Regions from separate parts of the Mus musculus genome. Here all the other regions are linked to region 1. Evidence: chromatin contacts called from public HiCAR-type, HiChIP or PLAC-seq and promoter capture Hi-C data. All regions are on one chromosome and are shown on one strand. The core of a region is the stretch at or near the end of the contact, and the rest is flanking DNA. Distances in the headings are between cores, read along the strand shown. Region 1 holds the start of Cadm2 (cell adhesion molecule 2). Region 2 holds the start of Gbe1 (glucan (1,4-alpha-), branching enzyme 1). Region 3 has its middle 50 kb from the start of Gm36766. Region 4 overlaps Gbe1 (glucan (1,4-alpha-), branching enzyme 1).

Region 1 (3,003 bases), core at 137-2,636:
ACCAGACAGAGTCTCCCTTCTCTTCCTAGGTGAATGACACGTCTCGCAATCCCCCACCCCCCCACCCCGGGGATGTTATTGCAATGCACACGGTGCCGCCGCTGCTGCTGTTCTTGCCGTCGCGGGAGCTTGCTTCCAGGCTCTCACACACTTTTTAAAAGACACATGGATGAGATGCTGGTGGGAAGAAGGGAAAGAGGAAGGCGACCCTAAAAGGGGAGGAGGTTAAAGAGATGACAAGAGGTGGAAAGGGTCGCTTAAGAGCGTGATGTGGGAGGTGGCTGGCGAGGGTGGGTGGGGGAATCGGAGAATGGAATGTTGAGACAGGCACAAGTTGCCAGCCACCCTGAGTGGGAGGGGGATGCTGGCGGGGATCGAGTGGGGTGGGATGAAGGCAGCTCAGGTGAATGAAAAGGCGAAAGGTGCCGCGTAAGGAGCTTTCTGCTACCAGAACTGGGCTGAGCCAGCGCTGGAGAAGCAACGGCTGGTGCAAACTGCCACTGCCCCCTGCAGCACCGGGGCGGAGGGGGAGGGACTGGAAACCGCCGGGCACTGGGGGATTGCCAGGGGAGAGTGGAAATACGGGGTGGAATGGCAAGGATGGGGAATGGGCGTGAAGCGATGCTCCCCACAGCGGGGCGGGGATTACCTTGTAACAGGAGCCCGCAGACACTGTAGAAGCGGAGAACCGCGCTGCGTTTCCAAATCATGGTCCCTTCTTTTAAGGGTCTGGGGAAGGATCGAGGGGGCAAGGAGATGCTGGTTGAGCGAACCACACAGTGCAAGGGCTCCGCTGGTGTCGTCCCCCCGGCTCCCGCCGGACCCACGGTACCGCCGCTGCTGTGTTCGAACCCGCGCGGAAGCTGGTTGCCGGCAGCAAAAGCGGCAGTGGCAGAGCACCCGCAGAATGGGGTTTCGGTGGGCTAAATAGTTTCTTCTCCTTCTGCTGCTGGTGGTGCAGCCCCGACAACCGATCTGCCCGGCACCGGTTTGGACCTTGCCTTCCTTTCGGAGCTCGAGGCAAGTCCCAGAGCCCGCCCGGAGGTTGCTCAGGCAGGTGATGCGGAGATGCCGGGGTGTCGGGGAAGGTGCAGGCGAGGGCTGCAAGGAGTGGGTAGGTCACGGAAGGGAGGGGTGGGGGACAGGGGCAGCAAGCTGGCAGCACCGCCGCTCGCGCTCGGGTGTCAGAGTCCTGGGAGAAGAGGTGGGCAGCAGTGGTAGCAGCGCTTGGTAGCGGTGGCAGCAGCGGCGGCGGCGGCTCCCGGATGCTCCGGCTGCAGCAGCAGCAGTGGCGGCGGCGGCGGCGGCGGCGGCGGCGGCGGCGACGGAGGCGGCGGCGGCGGCAGCGGCGGCAGCAGCAGCTCTAGCGAGCACCAGACACAAGGGCAAGCTCAGCGCCGCGAAGGCCCCGCCCCTACCCTGGCCAGGGATAGGCTCCACCCCCTGACCAATAGGAACACACCCACCCACCACACCGGGCCAATGACAGAGAAGGGTGGGAGGAGACAAGCGCCGGGAAAAACAAACAGGCTTCTCAAGGACCCTTCGGGCAGGAAGCTCTGAAGCCCCCTTTCACGCACTCAGGACTGGTGTCACCTCCTTAAAGGTGGCCACGTGCTAACTTGCAGGGAAGACAGCCCTGTTCATGAACAGGTGCTGAGCCCTGGAGAAGAATTCAGCCAATCGCCACCGCGAGGGGGCGGGGTTAGCTGGATCTTCCCCCCCCCCCCCCACCACCACCACACACCCCCAGCACCATCCCATCCCACACCCCTAGGTTCTGGAATCCGATGTGCCTGGGCACGGTCCTGGGTGCGAAGTTCTTCTGAGCATTTGGACTCCTAGAGCAGATGGTGGCTTCACCTGCCCACTCACCAGCTGCAGTAGCAATCTTCAATGCTCCCAGCCGCAAAAGGGAGAGATTACAGAGGGCGTGGGAGAGGCTAAGTATAGGGCGCTGAACACCTACCTGCCTGCAAGAACTTGGGGAAGCAGAGATTTAGAAGTAAAGGAAAAAAATCACTTTGTTGTTGTTGTTGTTGTTTTTTCTTCAAAAAGTTTACGTATACCACGTCCACTTCTCCACATAGCTCTGGGAGTGACTGTATAGGGACTGAGATCCGGTTCAAATCCCATAGCTGTCTCTTTGGTTTCATAATGCTTTTGTGGTGGTATTTCTGAAGCCTTCTCAACTGAAAAAGATGATAGTAATAGTTCTCTTACCATGTAAAGAGCAAACATGTAACTGGGGCCCGATAGTTTGTCTGCTTTGCGAAGAATAGTGTAGCTGTGAAGAGGATTTTTCCTAATTAAAAATAACAGGGAATCTTATAAAATTTCTTTTAAAATGCCAACAATACTCCTAAGAAGAAAGAAGAGGAAATGTGTTTCATTCGAGGGTGTGACATAAAGTGGTCAGGAAGAATCACTTAATACAAACCACGAGCTTTAGAAGTCCAGCTTTAAATGAGCAAGACAAATTATTCACAAGTTTTTCTAACCGAGATTAATTCGTAGTTTTTTCTCCCTATGACCAGTTTTTAATTGGACCAAATTAGCAGATGATGGAAGAGTTCTGGTGTGTTGAATCAGTCACAACGTAAATAGGTCGGCTTTGTTAGATAACACACAATAGAAGCTTGCAACCAAAAAGGACTGAGGCAAAGATGAGAGGAGAGACCTATAGGGATGCCCTTTGCCCTTTCTCAAGACTGCTGCTTCCTTTGCGGCAACTTTTTATGAGCAACCCTTAAAGCCTTTTAGGTAATGACCCATTCATATCTCTACTCAACTTTCTCCATAGGTTCTCAAAATTAAGGTGTGTCATTTCAGTAATAAAATTGCAAGTAGGGTCTGAAAGGAGGAGGACGGGGGAATAATTTTATTACTGCTGAAGGTAGTTGCCCACCATGAGTTTTAGACATTAGGGAAGACAGAAAGCCCTTGCATACTGCTATCACTTAAGCTGCAGGGAGCATCAAAAGGTGATGCCCTAATACCATA
Region 2 (3,024 bases), core at 279-2,778, 2.7 Mb after region 1:
ACTGAGATTATTTGATGTGTACTATAGAGTTTAGCTATTCTAATTATGTAAAACTGGCAGCATCAGTATCTCTTGAACGTAGTTAAAAATATATTCTGGTACATGGACCCCAAACTCAGAATGCACATTTTCACTAGGTGACTCATATCAAGGTCACATTGGGAAATACTGGTACAGGGAGTGGGTAAAAATGGTAATTTATGGGTGATTATCAGTCTGTATAAAAGTGATAAAAGCTGATTTTAGGTAGTGTTTATTCAGGAAAACTTTATTTTTATTTTCTCACCCCTTCCCTTTTCCCTTCCTAATCAGTGCTTTGGTTTTACCTTAACAGGTGAACGCTTATGCTATGAAGAAGATAGTTGGTTCAGGTTTCTTAGTCAGCCAAGTGGAAATTTCAGTGTGAAGTGATGAAAATTTAGAGTTATGAAAGTAAAAAATGAAGTTACAGAATTGGGTGTCTACTAGGTACTTTATTTCTGGGTTCAAGCCCCCCCCCATTTGTAGATATATATATACCTTTATCTAAGACCTTTAGCTATTCACATCGAAGTGAATATTTTTCTTTCTTAAGTTCATCACAAACCCTGTTTTAAATGTTTATATCCCAAGGCTGGTCAATACTGTTCCTTCTTCCTAGACGCTAAGATTTTACTACACTTGATCTTAGCCAAAAGGCCGAGAAGCGATAGGATTTTACATTTCCAGATTTCAACTGAGAAAATTATACTCAAGCCTGTCCAGTTTTGAGGTGCAAAGTAACTTGCAGCCTCCTGAGTAGCAGCGTCCATTTCTCCTTGTGTCAAAATCTGTATTCTTAAAAAAAAATTTTTTTGTATGTCTGTGTATCAGTATATATGTGGCAGGGTGGAAAATATTTGAAAGTTGGTTTCCTCTTTCCAGACCGTGGGTTCTGGGAATATAATTCCAGTTATATGCCTTGTGGCAAGCACTTTTTACCTAGTGAGCCATCATGGCATCAAGCCCCCATTCTGTATTCTTGCAAAGGAACCACTGGACAGAAAGGACACAGGGTAGTTATACTTGGGAGCTTGGCCAGAAAAGTTTTTGCTTCATCACTGTGATTAAGCAGGAGAGTGCAGTCCACTTTAATGATGTTCTCCCAGTCATGTCTCATCAAAGACAGTTTGGTTGGTGAAACACAAATGCCTGATTTCAGTACAGGGAACCAGGAAAGTTCTTGTTCTTACTGTGACTTCAGGGACCTGGCTGGCTATCCATGCTTATCTATGCAAAAATCTTTAAAGACTCTCTTGGTTAAACTCTTGAGACACATTAAGGTTAGGGCCGTAGGGTTGTTAAATGACATTAAGATTCTAAATAGTTTCGCGTTGTCGACTTTTAACCGTGGTCCAGGTGAATTTCCCACTTTTTGAAAACCATCGCCCTAGGAAAAACAAAACTCAGAAATGAGAGCAGGTGTTTGAGGAGAGGTGACCACCGGGCAGGAAGGGGAAGGGACAGGGACTGGTGAGACCCGCCTCCCGGTGGCCAGCCAGCACAGTTCAGGGCTCCAGGGGCCGGCCCCGTGAGTGGGCGGGGGCCCGCGCTGAGGACGTGTGTCCCGGGCTCACCCTGGCCCGCTCCGCCGCTATAAAGGGCAAGTCCCCGGCGGCTCGCCTAGGCTCGCCCGGCTCCGCCCTGCCGCTCGCACTCCACTCGGCCCACTCGACCCTCTCGGGCCTCGGCTACTCGGGCTGCTGCGGCGAAGATGGCGGCGCCGGCGGCTCCTGCGGCAGGGGAAACGGGCCCCGATGCTCGTCTGGAGGCCGCCTTGGCCGACGTGCCGGAGCTGGCCCGACTCCTGGAGATTGACCCGTACCTGAAGCCCTTCGCCGCGGACTTCCAGCGCAGGTACCCGGGGGAACCCCTCCACCGCCCTCCGCCTGCGGCCGGCCTTCCCGCGTGCGCGCGCGCGCCGCCCGACTCCCCCCTCTCCGCGCGGCCCCGCCCCCTCGCACGCCAATCATGCGGTGGGCGTGGCTCCGGCTTCCCGGGGGAGTTCCTGAACTTTTCTGCTGCACGTCCGCCCCGTGCTCGCTCACTTGCTCGCAGTCCCTGGCCGCGCGTCCTCCCCTACGTGCTGGGACAGGCAGCGCTGCAGCCACGCAGCGGCTTCCGGGACTCACAGGCCACCCCCCTCTGGTCCTGGGAGTTGCAGTGGTCGTGACCCAGGGCGTGTGTGATTTTGCTTTTCCAACTTTGTAGTCTACTTCCGAGCAGCGTTTGTGCAGTCTTTCAGGCAGTCTTTCAACATCTTGCACCCTCCTGTTTGCTCTTGTGAGTTCATTAATCTGCGTTTCACTTTAATCGTTGGTCAGATCTCTTCTCCCTTAAACCAACATCGAAGAGCGACCTTTGCGGGTGTTTGACCTTAGCTTCCAGGAGAGTTAACAGGGCATGGATGGCTTAACTTGCAGAGCCCAATTCAAAAAGTATAACTCCTCTCCCACCAGGCTTCCCACTTATCAGAAATTTATAATTGCAATCTGCTCAGGTTAAGATTGAAAATTAAAGTAGCTAGTATATAAATTAGAGTAGTTATGAGTCGATTGCAAGTATTTTGCTGCAGTCATATTTGTCATACTAGTTTCTTCTTTAAAGCCTAGATACTACAAAAATCAAAACTACCTTGGCACCAGTCAATTTGTCATATTTGTCATACTAGTTTCTTCTTTAAAGCCTAGATACTACAAAAATCAAAACTACCTTGGCACCAGTCGATAGACTCTTTTTTAATCATAGAAAACATAGAACTAGTTGGTGGCATTGGTGATTATGAACATGGGTTGATGTGACTTGAAAACACAAAGACCCTTAAAGCTCAACGACCTAGCTTTGTCATGTTATTAAATGTATTCACTTAAGTCACTTTCTAGAAAACCAATATTCTCAGATTCTAAAACAGTAGGCATTATAAACTGCTCATTCCAGAGTTTACATATCCTAATACAGGAACCCTCCTTACAGCAGCCAGCTGGGCTGATCCTCACTTACAGTACT
Region 3 (3,239 bases), core at 329-2,828, 2.6 Mb after region 1:
AAGTGAGCTCCAGGCTGAATTAGGTGGACACTGGTAGAAAAGATACCATTTGATGTACTCTTCAGGCCTCCAAGAATTTATGGGCATGCTCACCCTATATATAGCACACACACACACACACACACACACACACACACACACACACACACACAGAGAGAGAGAGAGAGAGAGAGAGAGAGAGAGAGAGATACATGTTGGTTCCTATTGCTCATTTGTTGCCTAGAACTTTTGTTGTTTACTCTTTAAATCCTCTGTCAGTCAGGTATATGGCAACGATTTGTGCTATTTTGTGGGTTAGCTCTTTACTTTCTAAATTTTCAGTTCTGAACAGAAACTTCTATTTTGTTGTTTTCATTTTGGAAACGGGGTTTCTCTGTATAGCCCTGATTACTCCGTAACTCACTCTGTACAGCAGACTAGCCTCAAACTCAGAGATGCACACACCTCTGCCTCCTTCAAGGGTTTTCCCTCTCTCTGCTTCCCTTTAATAATTTCAAAGTGTCAGGTCTAATGCTCATATCTTCAATCCATTTCCAGTTGGTTGCTTTACAATGTGAGAGATAGAAATCTTTATTCCTCCTGTTTCCCCAATACCACTTAATAAAGAGACAAATTTAAAAGAATAGTAGATGGTCTAATGCATAGTTCTGAATTTCAATTGGAAATTGAGAAAATAACAATAATTTTCCAAGTACACAGGTAAAAACTTTTAGAGGAAAACAGAGTCAAAATACTTCAAGATACATGAAAGTATCAAATCATTTGACTAATAACTAGGATAATAAACTGAATATAAGTCTCAAAGAAGGAAGTACAAATAAGCAATACATATTTGAAAAAAAGTTCAATATTCTTAGCCAATAGGAAACTACAAATAAAACTATATTGAGATGCCACATCATCTGATCATCAAGGACAGCCTGATATTGTATAAACACAAATAACATTATACAGACTGAACTTGTAAAGGGCTTGTACATGCATTTGAAGAAGTATGTGTCTGTCTGTGTGTGTGTGTGTGTGAGAGAGAGAGAGAGGCAGAGAGAGAAGCACAGAGAGAGAGAGAGACAGAGAGAGAGAGAGAGAGAGAGAGAGAGATTTTGGGGAGAAGCAGTTATATGCTGTCTTAAAGACCTGCAAAAGGAATGTTTTCCTCTGGAGGGAACAACCAATCTTGCTAAAAAGCTACTAATAGGTGAAATATTGTCACCAGACCCAGGGAAAATCACTAGCAGGCAAGATGATAATTTTATTTGAGGAGAGAGAGACAGAGAGAGACAGAGAGAGCCAGCCCAAGAGGAGAGGATATGTGAATTTTAAGTAACATTAACAAACCATCCCCCATTTTTCCTTAGACCCAATGTTTTCTAAGTCTCTCAGGCATGGTTGGACACTAAGTAATATTGCAAAGATAAAGAGTATCCTTAAAGGGGTTTATAATCTGAAGACAAACATTCATAAGGAACCAGCTTTAAACATTCATTCCAGAAACTAGAGAGACATACGGTGTTGTGGGTGTGAGCAGAAGAGAACACCAGCTTTTTGCCTTCTATTTTTGATTCTCACGTGCAGAGTTTCTTTAAACGTGCTGTTTCTTCAGGTGACATAAGGACACCGTAACTTACAAAGGAGAGGCGGTCAGCACAGTACATAGCGTGTGAATTCCAGGAAGACGTTTGCTTCTAACACAAACAGTGCATCTTTTCCTTATCAGCAAATGGGGGTTCTGCAGCTCAGATGCAGTTTGCCTGTTACATCTCCCCAGCCCTGAGCTCAAAAGAAAACAACCTCTCCAGTTATATCCAGGGCCCAAACCATAAACCCACCGACAGAAAACTGTCTCAATGTGGTGTGGCTCCTTTAGCCAACCCTCTTGTTTTTCCCCTAGTTGTTTGTGTTTCTCTCTGCTAACAAAGCTCCTTTAGCCCTTAAGAGGTCGTAAACCTAAGTGGAGAGTCGCTGGATTTTCTTGCCAGGGAGTGTTGCCTTCAGCAAGGACAACCCTCCAAATGGATCTCCTCCTCTCTCCATAGAAATTTCTCACTGTTCTCTCTGGCTGTCTTTCCTATGGGGGACAGGGGAAGGTTAATTGGTAGTTTTTTCTTTGAATATAAATCTATTTAGCGAGTTATTTGATTATTTTGATGTTAGTTTTAGAAGGCTAGTTTGCAGAGTGCCCTTTTGTTTTCTTTCTTTTATTTTGAGATTTATTTTTAAATGTAGATGCATATAAACCAAGTCCAGGTCTGTTTCTAAATTATTTAATCGAGTAGACATATTTCGCCAGGCAGCTTATCCTTGCGGCTCAGTGTGTGTCTGTAAAAACTGGAAAGAAAATAATAAAAATGAAAGATAAAAAAAAAGCATGGATAAAAATCTCTTGCACAGAAGGAACTCAGATCCAGTTCTCAATTTTATGTGAACTATGATACATAAGAAAGAGGTTATAAAATACCAAAGATTCAAAGTTTGTCCTTAAGTTCAGTAAACTCAACTAAACATCAGTTCCTGGAGTCACCACTCCCTATGTTCGACCTCCTGTCACTCTTCACAAGCCTCCTGATGTTTTCTTACACAGCTCTTGTGATAGTCTGAAACGTGGCTCTTTAAACTTGTTAATTAACCCCCTGTACCCCAAGAAAAAGTAGATTCCAAGAGACAAGGAACCACGTTTGACATTTTCCTTATAACTGAAGCATCTTCTCCAAAAATGGAGATGGGTAAGAATTTTATAAATATTTGTTCAACAACAAGAACAAAAATCCGGAAGTGGGCAAATGTCAGTGTAGAAATATTCAACTTCCTAAAACACTAGCTGCTGAGTTTAGAGAACATCCATCACGGTTTGGTGTCATCCTACGTTGGTATAATATCTCTGTCTCAATTATTTGCAAGTGTTTTTAAATAGAGGGAGGGAAAACATGTCAGCTCATTCTTCATTCCCTTCAAGAAAACCTGGCTGCCAGACCTGGTGTTTTGCCTAATAGACTGAGTGGATTCACATCTTCTTTTCAAACAATTCTACAACCTCAAGTATAAAACTGCTATTGCAATTCCCTTGCATGTGTCTTCCCTAGTTCACCTTTCCTTTGTGTTTGTTTATCTGCTTATTTACTCTCTGGTACAGAGTCTCACTATGTTGCCAAAGCTGAATTTAAACTCAATAGCCTCTTGCCTTGGCCTCTTAAGTGCAAGAATTATGGAGCCATACCTAAACACCTGTTAAAATGCCTGTCTGT
Region 4 (3,142 bases), core at 323-2,822, 2.9 Mb after region 1:
TATAGGTAAAAAGATTGGGGCATTGAAATGCTTGATGTCCCCACCTGTAATGACTAAGGATGTGATGTTTACCTTTCTCAAAATACTTGATGGCAAACCAGATCGTGACACTGGACTAAGTAGTGGCTATTGGCATTTGTTAAATTTTTAACAGATGAAAATTATTTTCCAAATGACTGTTACATTTAAGGAAGGATGAGAAAATTGCCTCTAGACATTGCATTCATAGCAGAATTTTATTTAAACTACATCTTTTAACATGAGCTATCTTTTAATGTTTAAAACTAGCCAGTTCCATTGGTCTGCCTGACTTTTGCAAGCATAATTGGGATTCTTTACTGTAGATATCTTAGACAAGAAATAGTGAGGTCATTTGCAAAGTTAAACGGCAAATGAGATTATTTTTTGTTTTTCTTCATAAAGCCATGTTTCTTGTCGTTTTTAATTTGGTTGTAAACTATAAGAGACATTTTTAAAGTGTCAAGTGTTTGTGTAGAGGTGAAATAACTGAATATAGTAAAATATTAACAAAGAAATGGAGAGAGGTCTCATAATGACATCAGTGATCTACAATTATTATTTTATTATTTACATTGCTACTTCTTAAGTGTGTTATGTAGAAAATAAATCAGGTCACACAGTTCATTAGTTATAAATTTTATAAAAACTATGTTATGAGTAGTAATTTTAGAGGAATTTTTGGAAGTGTGTTCCTCAAGTAGTTACAATTTTTTTTTTTTTAATGCAGCCATTATTTGGACCCAACTTTCCTAATGGCACCTGATAGCTATGAAAGACCAAGTGATATTTTACCCCCACTTCCTTAAAGTGGTAAGAGGATAGATATCTGGAAAGAGAAAGAAAGAAAGAAAGAAAGAAAGAAAGAAAGAAAGAAAGAAAGAAAGAAAGAAAGAAAGAAAGAAAGAAAGAAAGAAAGAGAAAGAAAGAGAAAGGAAGGAAGGAAGGAAGGAAGGAAGGAAGGAAGGAAGGAAGGAAGAGAGGGAAACGAAATACACAAATTACGTGAAAGGACCCGAAGGAGCCAAACGGCTGTGTGATTTAAATGGAGTGGAGAACATTCAATATGTGGTGGTGTCCTAGGGTAACCTGGCCATCGAGCTACGGATTGCTAAGGCCTGAAAGCTATAGAAACCAGGGAACCAGGGAAAAGTTTAGAGCATAAGATACCTTCCGGACAAGATTCAGAGGCGTTTAGACTCCTATAGCTGTAGTGGGAGTGTGATAGAAACCATAAGGGCAGATCGCAGTAAGATAAGAGTGTGGAAAGCGTATGACCTATCTCAGAGAAAGGGTCCTTTATTTTGTTTGTTTCTTATTTTGTTTTTTCTTTAATTGGGTTAACATTATTGAGTGCCTGACTATTGTATTTATTCTTCCAATTACAACAACGGTGTGAACTGCACGCAGCCCTTGTACACCAACTAATAGTGAGATTTAAGTTTGAGAGCCCTTGACTTCATTCCTGTAAGGAATTGAATCTTTTGTAAATAGTTTGGAGCCCTCTAGTGGTTACTGTTGTAATAGCCCTTGCTGCCAAAACTGCTGAATGAATTTGAGCCTTCCGATGGCTGGTAGAATTCCGTGAATCACTGATTACAGTCCTGTGAGAGACTGCGTGGTATATATGTCACTTTGATTTTACGACAGCTTGTTCAACATTTCTTTTAATTACACCGTTGCGATTGTGTTGACAGGTGTACATTCCAAGCCGAGTGGCTCTCATCCTTCAGAATGTGGATCTGCAAAACTGAAGAGACCTACACTCAGCCCATCTCACGCCGACGTGTTGCCGCTGATCCCCCTCACAGTGTTGATAGCGTGTAAGCTTTGCAAAACACTGCTGTCTAGCCAAAACATCAGGCTGGAACTCAGCGTTGGAATACGCAAACATATAAGTTGCTTATGAAGGATGTGCTTAAAATATTAGCAACGTCTATTTCAAAGCCATCCAAGAAATTAGGATTTGCAAATGAAGTGTAGCACATGATAATTTTTAAATATTACTTTTCTGGCAAAGCATTCGATTCTTTCATTTTAAATTTGAATTATTCATCAGGCATGATTATTTTGGCTGTAGTAAAAATATTTTTTGAGATAGATATTTGGTGGCCTTATTTGTTCTATATCTACTTGTCTTAATGATGAGGTACTGAGTTTGTTTCTTTGCTGTGTTTTTTAATTGTGTTTAGAAATACTGTATTAAACACATAGCACTAATATAAAATGAGAATCTTATAAAAGATGATATAAAAATTCGTATCTGTGCCTCACTTTGCATTAAGTTCTATCTTGTACTCTCCTGTCCGTATACTGTTTCAGTAGACGCTGATATTTCACTCTTCTGAAGACTTGAAGTGGTCATTGTAGCATTTCTGATAATGTCTTTCACTTTCATCAATAAAAAGAAAAATGCCAAATTGCATTGACTAATGTGCTTTTTATTATGCTATTATAAGGAATGATTTCCAAGAAATATTAGTGAGCTTTATCTCAACTCTGATGTGTTCTCCATGTAGAGTCGCATATGTATAATGGAGCAGGCCGCTAATTACCTTTTCTAACCAGTCGAAGCATTGTGTAACCTAAAATCAGAGAAACCAGGCTCCTGGGATGTGGCTCAGTGGCCTAGAGCACTTGTGAAAGCCAGAAGAGCTGTGCTCAGAGGTTGGGGAAGTTATTTGGTGGTTATTCGGTTATTTAATGATGGACTGCATCTGTAGGTGACCTGAGTTTAGTTCCCTGCACCACACTGGGTAGCTCACAGCTGCCTAGAACTCCAGCTACATCGTCTCCAACGTAACTTTCTGCCTTCCAAGATTAATCAAACTCATATGTATAGATCTACATGCAGGCACATATGCATAATTAAAAATAAAACCTTTACCAAGAGATGATGCAAGTTCAAATCCCTAGCACGTCCATTAAAACTCGGACTTACTGTGTACATGGATAGCCCAGGCATTAGGCAAAGATGACAGGCAAATCCCAGGAGCTTGGTGGCTAGTCACCCTTGGCAAAAAGTTGGCTTCATAAATGTGATGCCCGGTCTTAAAAGACAAGGTGGACGGTGATAGAGTAAGGCTCCTAGCATCTTCTTCTGACTTTTTTTTTAATTAGGTAT

Evidence for each region. Promoter capture Hi-C pulls out the DNA fragments that hold promoters and counts their contacts. HiCAR-type assays count read pairs that join an accessible place to other places. HiChIP or PLAC-seq counts read pairs in DNA pulled down with a chosen protein or histone mark.
Region 2: a contact with region 1 is called in a HiCAR-type map of astrocytes, with 8 times the contacts expected there. The contact joins the promoter of Gbe1 here to the promoter of Cadm2 in region 1. A contact is called at or near these places in 2 of 39 promoter capture datasets (cranial neural crest and hippocampal neurons), 1 of 484 Hi-C or Micro-C datasets (embryonic stem cells) and 2 of 115 datasets of contacts at active chromatin or transcription factors (astrocytes and forebrain).
Region 3: a promoter capture Hi-C map of hippocampal neurons shows a contact between it and region 1, with 12 times the contacts expected there. The contact joins the enhancer-like site here to the promoter of Cadm2 in region 1. A contact is called at or near these places in 1 of 39 promoter capture datasets (hippocampal neurons), 1 of 484 Hi-C or Micro-C datasets (cortical neurons) and 4 of 115 datasets of contacts at active chromatin or transcription factors (SST interneurons, astrocytes, embryonic forebrain and 1 more).
Region 4: an H3K27ac HiChIP or PLAC-seq map of SST interneurons shows a contact between it and region 1, with 30 times the contacts expected there. The contact joins the enhancer-like site here to the promoter of Cadm2 in region 1. A contact is called at or near these places in 4 of 39 promoter capture datasets (cranial neural crest, frontonasal cranial neural crest, hippocampal neurons and 1 more), 2 of 484 Hi-C or Micro-C datasets (cerebral cortex and forebrain) and 4 of 115 datasets of contacts at active chromatin or transcription factors (SST interneurons, astrocytes, embryonic forebrain and 1 more).

The regions. Positions count from the first base shown.
Region 1 is chr16:67,619,522-67,622,524 of GRCm38.p6, forward strand. It overlaps Cadm2 (cell adhesion molecule 2), which reads right to left and starts at 1,387. Exons shown (of 10, transcript NM_178721.4): 1 at 650-1,387. The coding sequence starts at 710.
Region 2 is chr16:70,312,421-70,315,444 of GRCm38.p6, forward strand. Gbe1 (glucan (1,4-alpha-), branching enzyme 1) reads left to right here and starts at 1,529. Exons shown (of 16, transcript NM_028803.4): 1 at 1,529-1,875. The coding sequence starts at 1,733.
Region 3 is chr16:70,173,738-70,176,976 of GRCm38.p6, forward strand. No RefSeq gene overlaps it. Among named protein-coding and RNA genes, the nearest start is that of Gm36766, 50 kb to the right of the region's middle. Within about 2 kb of position 1,579, at least 16 of the 459 cell types and tissues checked have an H3K27ac peak or open chromatin away from gene starts, as enhancers often do. A contact at or near this core is called in cortical neurons and hippocampal neurons, where this site is marked.
Region 4 is chr16:70,567,274-70,570,415 of GRCm38.p6, forward strand. Gbe1 (glucan (1,4-alpha-), branching enzyme 1) reads left to right here. Exons shown (of 16, transcript NM_028803.4): 16 at 1,716-2,447. The coding sequence ends at 1,772. Among named protein-coding and RNA genes, the nearest start is that of D16Ertd519e, 48 kb to the right of the region's middle. Within about 2 kb of position 1,573, at least 16 of the 459 cell types and tissues checked have an H3K27ac peak or open chromatin away from gene starts, as enhancers often do. A contact at or near this core is called in SST interneurons and forebrain, where this site is marked.